Linked DNA regions of Anser cygnoides: region 1 is linked to region 2. Evidence: chromatin contacts called from public Hi-C data. All regions are on one chromosome and are shown on one strand. The core of a region is the stretch at or near the end of the contact, and the rest is flanking DNA. Distances in the headings are between cores, read along the strand shown. Region 1 holds the start of ZSWIM6 (zinc finger SWIM-type containing 6). Region 2 holds the start of NDUFAF2 (NADH:ubiquinone oxidoreductase complex assembly factor 2).

What was found. Hi-C and Micro-C count contacts between places; a contact is called where the count stands out from the background.
Region 1: a contact with region 2 is called in a Hi-C map of liver, with 14 times the contacts expected there. The contact joins the promoter of ZSWIM6 here to the promoter of NDUFAF2 in region 2. A contact is called at or near these places in 2 of 7 Hi-C or Micro-C datasets (both in liver).

Annotation. Positions count from the first base shown.
Region 1 is chrZ:74,712,019-74,716,622 of Taihu_goose_T2T_genome, reverse strand. It overlaps ZSWIM6 (zinc finger SWIM-type containing 6), which reads right to left and starts at 2,522. Exons shown (of 13, transcript XM_066988941.1): 1 at 1,942-2,522. The coding sequence starts at 2,488.
Region 2 is chrZ:74,574,131-74,579,026 of Taihu_goose_T2T_genome, reverse strand. NDUFAF2 (NADH:ubiquinone oxidoreductase complex assembly factor 2) reads right to left here and starts at 2,875. Exons shown (of 4, transcript XM_048051656.2): 1 at 2,665-2,875. The coding sequence starts at 2,791. ERCC8 (ERCC excision repair 8, CSA ubiquitin ligase complex subunit) reads left to right here and starts at 2,916. Exons shown (of 12, transcript XM_013180582.3): 1 at 2,916-3,073; 2 at 4,521-4,616; 3 at 4,757-4,858. The coding sequence starts at 2,997.

The sequences.
Region 1 (4,604 bases), core at 1,273-3,772, 140 kb before region 2:
TTTCATGGCTCTCCAAAGGAGGCTCACATAAGGTTGGGAAAGGAGAGAAAATATATGTATTTTCAGCATTTGTTTGGAATGCGTGTAAGGGCTCCAGAAGCAGCAGTCAACACTTCAGTTGTATTTATGCATATTTTCTTTCTTCATGTTGACCCTTGCCAACATTACTCAACGCCCCTCCCCTTTAGGAGCCACACAAAAAGTTACTTTTTCCTTTCACAACTACTGACTGAGGCCTATTCCACCGCTGAAAGCGAGCGAGGCAAAGCCCACGCTGGGTGTCTGTCTCCTAGGGAAGATTGCATCTTTTATTTATCGCCCCTTGGCTTTATTTTCACAGTGAATTCCTGGCTTAAATGTAATCAGCCAAGAAACCCTCCCTATGTGCACTCCTGTCATTCCTCATCGCTTGCAAACAGAATCAAGTGCAAGCAAATGGGGAAGAAAAAAAAAAACTCAGTGCTGCCAACCAAACTAAAAAAGCCCTACTTCTGGTTTTGCCAGTCCTGAGGAACCACAGATGCGCCTCAGACCTTTGGAAAGGGAGAGAAAGCCAAAAGATGAAACTTATAAGAAAGTTAATTAGATTTAGAGAGAGGAGAGGAAAAAAAAGAAGCGATTGTCTTGGAGCTGAACTCCCTCTAGGCTGGAGGGAAGGGCAGCGAGCCTAGGAACGGGAACGGAGAGCTTCCCTTCGGGAAATAAATGGCCATGCAGAGCAGCCGGCAGGCTGCGGGGGGACAGAGCCCGGCACGAACAAAAGGCTCAGAGGACGCGCCGTGCGTGAAACCATATAAAAAAATGATGATAATAATAATAACAATAATAAAAATTATGAAAAGAAGATAACACACAGTAATTCACCAGGCTCTTTTGTCTGGCTTCCCCTCGGGGGCGGGGTGTGTGTGTGTGTATGTGTGGTTGGGGGGGGGGGGGGGGGGGAAGGAAGAGACGCAAATAAACATGAAAATGGGAACAAAGTGCCCGGTCGCCGCCTCCTCCGCGGGGCACCGCCAGCCACAAAGCGCACCCCCCGTGGAAGCTGGGTCTCCCACGCGTGTTTTGGGGGGGGGGGGGACGTCTCTCCTCGCCCCCCACCCCCCCTTTCGGGGGGGTGGGGGGCGAGGAGAGACGTCCCCCCCTCCCCTCCCCTCCCCTCCCCGCAGGAACAGTGCGCCCACCTCCGTGCCCCTTTAAAGGCAGGCAGCAGCAGCAGGAGGAGGAAGAGGAGGGAGCATTGTTCCAGCAGGAGGAAGCGCAGCCCCCCACCCTCCCCCCAGCGTTGTCACCGCTGTTGTCACGAAGCTCCTCGCCCCCCCCCCCCCAAAAAAATAAAATAAATAAAACAAAAATAACACGCACGCTGCGGATTTCGTGTGTCCACCCCCCCCACCCCCGGTCCCTCCCGCTCGCCGCTGCCCTAGAAATGCCTTTGTTCGCGGTTCCCCCCACACACCCTCCTCCTCCTCCTCCTCTTCCTCCCCCGCACCGCAGACCGGGGGGTCTCGCACCCGTTTTCGCTTCTCTTTATTTCGGAGCACGCCGCATTCCTCCCCCCCCCCCCCCCTTTAAACCCCCCCTCCCCAAGCCTTCTCCTCCCCGACCCCCCCCCCCCCCTTTCCCCAAACCCGCCCCCGTGTGCCGCCTTCTGCTGATTCATTTCCACCGGCGGCGGCTCCGTGTGCGTGTTATGTGTGCAAGTGAGCGTGCAAGGCGGGGGGCACCCCCTCCCCACGGCAGCCCCCTGGGGGGGGGGGCACGGCACGGCGGTGACCCGGATTACCGGGGGTGGGCGCTGCGAGGGGGGCAGAGCCCGGCGGGATTACCGGCGGTTAAAGGGACAGCACCGGGGGGGGGGGGGGAGGAAGGCGGCGGGGACACACGGACACACGCGGGGACACACGGACACACGCGGGGACACACGGACGCGCGGTGACTCACCGACTTGCAGGACGTTGTCCACGCAGCCGCCGTCGAGCAGCGCGATGCCCCTGCGGAAGGGCAGGCGGCTCTCGTCGGCGGCGGCCTCCGCGGCCCCGCCGGGCGCGGTGCCGGCCCCCCCGGCGGCCGCGGCGGAGGCTGCGGAGACGGAGACGACGGCGGAGACGGCGGCGGGGTCCTCGGCGCCGGTGTTGAAGGAGGAGTACATGCAGATCTCCCTCTCGCTGCGGGGGAACGACCAGTAGACGATCCTGCGCTGCACCGGCTCCGGGATGCGCTCGAAGCGCTCCTCCACCCGCTGGAACGGCCACTTCTCCGCCACCTTGCGGGCCGCGATGTCCAGCAGCGACTCGGGGCTCTGCGTCTTGCCCAGCGGCAGCAGCCCCAGCGCGGCGGCGGCGGCTGCGGAGGAAGGCCCGGCGCACAGCGCCCCGCCGCCGGGCCCCCCGCCGCCGCCCGCCCGCTGCCCCGGCCGGCAGCCCGGCCCGTAGCCGGGTCTGCAGCACAGGCGCTTGGCGGGGGGAGGGAGCTGTCCGCGCTCCGCCATGATCGCGCCGCTTCTAAGCGGGCGGCGGAAGTGGCGGTAGCCTATAACCGGCACCGGGCGGACGGCCGCCGCCGCCGCCGGAGGACACGCCCCCCGTGCCCTTATATGGCGGCGGGGGCGTGGCCAGCGCCTCGCCCACGGGAGGGAGGGGGGAGGCGAGCGCCCGCCCGCCCGCACACGCACACACGCACACACGCACACACACGCACGGCCCCCGCTGACGTCACGCGCTCGGTGTGGGAAAAAGGGGGCGCGGCCCCGCCCCGCCCCGCCCCGCCCCGCCGCTCCCCCCCCCCTCCCTCCCTCCCCGCTGACGCCGCGCAGGGAGCGGAACGCGGGGGCGGGGCCGCCTCAACCCGGTCACCTCTGCGGCGCGGGGCGCGCGCAGTAGGAGGAATACGGTAAGGGCCGGGCGCGTGCCGCGGGGGGGGCAGCGCACCGCGCGCAACTCGCGACATTACGGTAGCGGCGGCGGGGCCGGGCCCCGGCGGTGGGATGGCGGCCGGGCGGCCCGCAGGTGAGTGCCCGCCGCCGCGCCGCCGGGACCGCCGGGGGGGGGGGCTCGGCCCGGCCCCGACCCCCGCGGGGTGCCCGGCCGTTAGGTGGGGGCCTTGTGGCGCGTTCCGAGCCGGAGCGGCCGCCCGGTGCCTCAGCGGGCGCCGGGAGCCGTGCGGTAACGGCGCCGTGCCTTGGGAGCAGCGGGGAGCGCCAGCAGCCGCGTGGCTGGCCTGGGGGTAGCACCGAACTGTTCCACCCGCAGAGATTCCCTTTGTCTCTAGGTACCGACCCCCCCCCAGCTCCGTTTTTATTCGTTTATCCGTTGGCGGGGCGCTGCGCCGTGCTGCCGGGCAGCTGGGGGTCGCCGTGGGCGCCCCTTGTGCGGGCGGCCCGCTGGCCTCGCGTACCGGGCTCCCACCGGATCGTGGGGGTGCTGAGGAGCCTGAGCGCTCCCGGCAAGAGGCGGGCGTGCTGAGCTTCCTCTTGCGGCTAACGTGGCGCTGATTCCGGTGTGTCCGGGATCAGGGAAAAGAAACGCCTGTCGCGGTGAAAACTTAACGACTTTGCGATCGCACACGGCAGCAGAGGGAAAATGTATTTAATTTTGTCCCCATCGCTTAGTCGTTGCTAATAATTTTTCGCATCTTGAAGCAATTTTTCTTCTACGTCGCTCTAGCACTATTTCTGTTTTAAGCAAGCGTCTAGCGAGTCAGTAGAAATGCTCTTCTAAATTGGGTAATGGCTGTGCCTTAACAGGTCTTAGCCACCTGCTGCAATAAAAATAACACGTTGGTGCTATTGGAGGAATTCTTCCTGTCACAGCAAAGAAGCTTTACAGTAAAAATTGAGGAACAAGAAGAGTGAGAAGTACACCAATGAAAAATAGAAATTCCCTAACAGGCAAAAGTAGCCCGTGTGTCTGTTACCTCAACTTAGTCATTCTTAGGTCTTTTCAGGTCTTTTCCATTATCAAATTCACTTACAAAATCCAAGAGAAAAGCCCACAGATCCACTTTCTCCATCCATCTACCACTCAGCAGGAATAGCTACTTCCCACTAAGTCTATGAATATTAATAGCTACACGGGGTGCTATTGAAGCTTTTTTCTTTCCTGGGCTAGGAAGTACACGAAGAGGTAATGGCATCTTTGCTTTTGAAATTATGCCGTAAGCAACAGCTACGCTTCTCCTTGGGCTCCTTCTGCATCGATGTAGCAGCGTAACAGCTCACAAATTATACTCTGAAGTTCCTTTGTCCTGCCAGTATTGCCGCTTGAGCTCCTCAGCTTTCTGAAAGCAACCAGAAGGGTGTGTTAATTCCAGGAAAGAAATTAAAATGTGCTAAAGCTTAACCGTATATAAATTTGTAGTTAGTTTCTCTTTCAGTGGATGTTCTTCTTTTGGAAGGACCTTGCTGAGCTGAGCATTCATTTCATCTTTTTTTGCCTCACAGTTTTGGAAGGTCTGCATTCCAGAGTTGCACAGAGGGAAAGCTGCAGAACAGCAGCCTTAACATGATTAACCTCCTGCACTTAATCAAAGTCTGCTCTGTGAGCTACTCGGAGAAGTACCCTTGGCGACCACTCAGTGAAATTTGTTCTTAATGTTTCAAAGCATTC
Region 2 (4,896 bases), core at 1,626-4,125:
AGCACTTGGATACATTTATCCTCCACACCTAAATTCCTAACTTCTTTGAAAATGGAGCTTCAGAAAATTTCTGCATGTACACATTTTAGTTTCTGTAGACTAAAATAAATTTCCTTCCCCATCATCCATGTTTTACAGGGCAACATTTCTGACACACAGCAAATTCATAATTCACAGTTAGATTTTACATACAAAATGTTCTAAAAAAACACCACAGCAATATCAACTTAGAAAACAATTCTGATTAAGAACATATCTCGTAAAACCAACAACTTTATGTCAGTTTTCACTCATTATCCTGTGAATATATGTAACAGTTATTATTTGTTCATCCATTTCTCCAGCACCCAAGACAGTTAACCGGATTCATGGAGGGTTTTGTCTTTTTGAGGTCACTAAAAATCCATGATTTGGCCACATTAATTTATTGCTGTGCTTCCAAGCCTCCATCCACAGCAGGGTAATGTGTACTGGGACCTTAACAGCTGGAGGAGTTATGAGTTGTCCTACACACCTTTTCACCTATACTCTTCTTAGATATTCACAGAATCTCTTCTACCCACTTTCTGAATGTATTGAAGGCCATTTTCTTAAAGCATACTGTTTTCATTCTACTTATTTCCTCCCTCCATAATAATTGTTATAACCCATATACTATGGTCAAGTGTGTCAGATTTTAACAGTGAGTTCCATCAGTTAGTATAATACAGAACAAATCAACAGAACAAAAAGCAAAGTATAAACGCATTCATGAAAAAGTTCCACCACCACTTCTTTGAGCGGGGAATTCTTGCTTACTTCATTCTGAATTCTTTCATTCTGCTCCTGATGACGGATTTTTTTAGATCATCTAAAGCCAAAATTAGTGACCTGTAAGCATTCATCAGTGAGATAAATATAAAACAGAATTATCAAAAATATTTTCACATAAACATCTAGTAATATTTTCCCATGTGCACTCTCCTGTACTGTAGTTACATAAAAAGGACAAAAAGAGAGAACTGTCTGTCTGTGAATTAAGACATGTATGAAAGATGTGGTATCGATTTTGAGTAATCCAAATTTCAGTTTGTGGAGCAAAATTATAACCCTTCCCTTACTTTCATTCTAAAAATAGAAGAGAAGCATGGCAAGAGTGAATAAACATTAGCCCCTTGCCAGATATTTATTCCTCGCCTGTTTTTTAATATTGTTTTAAAATTCCTGATTTCTCTCAAGCAATATCCATTTAACTGGGTTTGATCATGCGAAGTAGAAAAGAGCTTAACAGCAAACTTTCTAATAGAAAGTCGAGGAAAACTGAAGTAAACATGGTAAAGAAGTTTGTATGGTATGACTGTAAACATGATAGCTCTTGACTCTGTTTCAAGACAACTTGTATAACCTTACCCTGTCTAACAGCTCATCACCTTCATTCTCTCTTCCGTGCCAGCTCTAGCCTGCAGCTTATTCTTCATCAAGTCATTTTAAATCATTTTTCTATTAAAGTTTTCTGCAGAAAGGTCAAATAAATAACAGTGAAAAGTTAGCAGCAGTGAGAAAGAAAATAGGGAGAAGAAATCTCTCCCTTTCGGTTGCCGTAAACTCTGTATCTACCCCTCTGATACTCATAGATTCTTTTTTGTCTCTCTTTCCCTTCCGCATAAAGAGGAACGCTTTCTGAGTAAGGGAAGTTTTTATGCTGGTGAACCTCCACCTGGGATCTAAGAAGCCCTCTAAACCTTAATACAAAGCTGTGCAGAATATAGACTGCTTTCCTTAAAGTACTTTTGTATACTCCTCAAAGTCACAATAAGCCCCAGTAGTGAGAAGACCAAAAGCAAGACACACGAAGCCTGGGATTGTTACGTTGCTGTATTAACCCAGAGGAATCATTGCTGACAAAAGGGCATTCACATCATTTTCCCAAATACTTGTTCAAGCAGACCTGCTTTAAGTCACCGCGAGTTCTTCAGGAAGCTGTACAGCAAAACAAGTCAGGGAACTACTTGGAAGGCACCACTACTCCAGAAGACATTACATGTATCTGAAGGGATGATGTGTGCCCTCCCTACCCCCTGCATTTCAGGAAGGGCACTGACTTCAGTGACTGCACAGCCTCAGACCTTCTGCTTCTGCTCCTACTTCTCTGCTTTTACTCTGAAGAACATCACATAGAATGAGTCTCCACAGCCTTGGGGTGTTCTGATTGAATTGACCATGTAAAATATATGGAGTACTGCAAGCAGATAAATTAGCCTGTGTAGGGAATGAAAACATAACTGTAAAACATCGTGGTGCGTACACTCACTCACACAACTTCAGGGGTGACACCTTCAGTTAGTTACGCATGGTTGTGCAGCATTGAGAACGATGTAAGGACGTGCTATAAGCACACCTAGGTTCCTCAAATACAGACAGAAGCAGAGAAAAACGTTTTTCCTCAGAAGTGCAGCGAGGACACACGCAGGAATGCACTTTTAAAAGAGTTCAGAAGTAATGAGAAGAGCCCCCTCGCAGGCTACCTCCCCGCTGCAGGCTGGCAGCCGCGCTCTAAAACCCCTGGATAACGGGCTCCACCTCCTCCTCGCCCTACAACAGCCGCCCGGACAGACACCCGCTGCGCTCCCCACACGCCGCGCGGGCCCGCCCGGGGGCAGCGGGTAACGGCCCTGCCCTGCCTACCTGCGCGGGACTCGTGCTCGGGCACGCGGTAGTACTTGTTGCCGAACTGGTCGGTGCCCGCCAGCTCCTTGCCGGGACCGAACATCCGCAGGCGCAGGGCCCGCAGCGCCTGACGGGCCCGGCTCATGGCGGGGCGGCCGCTAACGGCCACCAACGGCCCCCAGACGCCACCACACAGCCCCGCCGCCACCCTCCGCCCCGCCCCTAGAGTCGGAGGCGGGCATGCCAGCAACGGCGCTCGCCATTGGCGGAGGCCCGCCCGCCCCCGGGCAACCCCGGCCAGCCCGGGACCAAGATGGCGGATCGGCGGCGGGTGTCGCCGCTTGGCCGCCATGTTGGGGTTCCTGTCGGGCCGCCAGGCCGGGCTCGACGACCCACTGCGGCTGCGCCGCGCCGAGGCCACCCGGAGGTAGCGGGGCCCGGGGGGACGGGGACGGGGTCGGGGAGCCCGCTGAGAGCCCGCTGAGAGCCCGCTGAGAGCCCGCTGAGAGCCCGCGGGGCCCTCACGTGTGTTGTGCTCGCCGCTGCCCGTCGGCAGCGCTGGGGCCAGCGGAGGAGCGGTGACGGGACAGAGGGGCTCGTCGGGGCTCCTTGGAATATCGCGATAACGTTTGATCGGGGAATAAGTTTCGCGGCTGTATTTCAAAGATAAATCCGGTAGGGCCAACCTCGGCTCAGTTCCTCACAGCACCCTCACGGCACCCTCACAGCTGGGAGGATTTGTGCTGCGGATTTACCCATCTGTTCCTCTCCGCTTGGACTTCTGTGGCTCTATCGCTGTAAAGGAAAATAAACTGTAAATGGTGGAAATGCTGCAATTCACGAAGCTCGTTTCTCTTGTGTATCTTTACAAAACGTGTGCTTTCTCTCCCTTCACGTGTCATTCAGCGCTGAGAAGGAAGCACAGCGTGCAGATTTTACGTAACTCAAACAACCATTTACCTAACTTTTTTTTTTCTTTCCTCCCTAAACGTTTTCATTTTGGTTTTGAAAAAAATCTTCTATAGTCTTCAGCAGATGGCGTTTGTAACTACCTTTTCAAGTCACATGCTTTAAAACGTTTCTTGAAGGGATAAAACCCCTTCACTAAAATTCAGTCTTGAGCTCAAAAGTGTTTAATTAACTATCTTGTACATGTCAAAATTCTAGCATAATTGTGTTGCTTCCTGTATTTTAAAAGGGCTTAAAGAACTTAATGCTTTTGAAGCATGTGTATAGGCATGCTGTCAGGGGTCTGCCTGTAACATTTTAAGTTTCTCACAGAAAATATTAGAAAATACTAATCACAGCTCCAAAATGTTTCAGGGAAGCTTCACCATGTGGAGGGCGTGCTTTTTATTTGATGCTGCAGAAAACATAACACCCAAAGATTGTGCCATGAGAGGAAATACTGTAATTTGTTAAACTAAACAAATCTGTCCACTAGGTGTCCATAGTTCCAAGTAGGAGCGATGGCACATAATAAAGCTTCTAAGTAACTAATATTTGTTGCAGCTGTGACAAATATTTTGTAATGTTTACCCTATGTTGTATTGTTAAACTACATTCCTGTTCTAATGCTTCGTATGTTGACCCTAAGTGCGGCTTTGGTATTCCTTTGAGCCTGTTTTACATACGTACTTCCATCTTACCTTCCAAACAACACATACTTTTTCTGTCAAATTTTCAAGTCTTATTTCCAGCATTGTATTGTGTCTGCAAGTCTAATTTTGGGGAAAAAAGAAAAAATATGGGAACGGGTTAGATGCATTGAGGAGGGGTGAAAATATGATTTTAGCTGTTTGTAACTACATAGTAACATTTTAAAGATCTGTTGTTCTTATTGTTCATCTCTGTTTTTCTTCTTTTTTTTTAAGGGTTCTCAGTTTGGAATTAAATAAAGATAGAGATGTGGAAAGAATACATGGGAATGGTATTAACAGCCTTGATATTGAGCCTGTTGAGGGAAGATAGTAAGTATGTACTTTAGTTTGGTAAAAATGTTTTTAAGCACTTCACTGTCTTTTGGTAATACCAAATTATTTTATTTCTGAACTTAATTGATCAAATTAAGATCATACGTGTAACTTGACTGCTTTATTTACCCTTTCAGCATGTTATCAGGTGGTTCCGATGGTGTTATTGTACTTTATGACCTTGAAAACCTGAGCAGAAAACCAAGTTACACATGTAAAGCACTTTGTTCCGTGGGAAGGTATGTACTCAGAAATTCTTGTAAAAGTTCATAGTGAT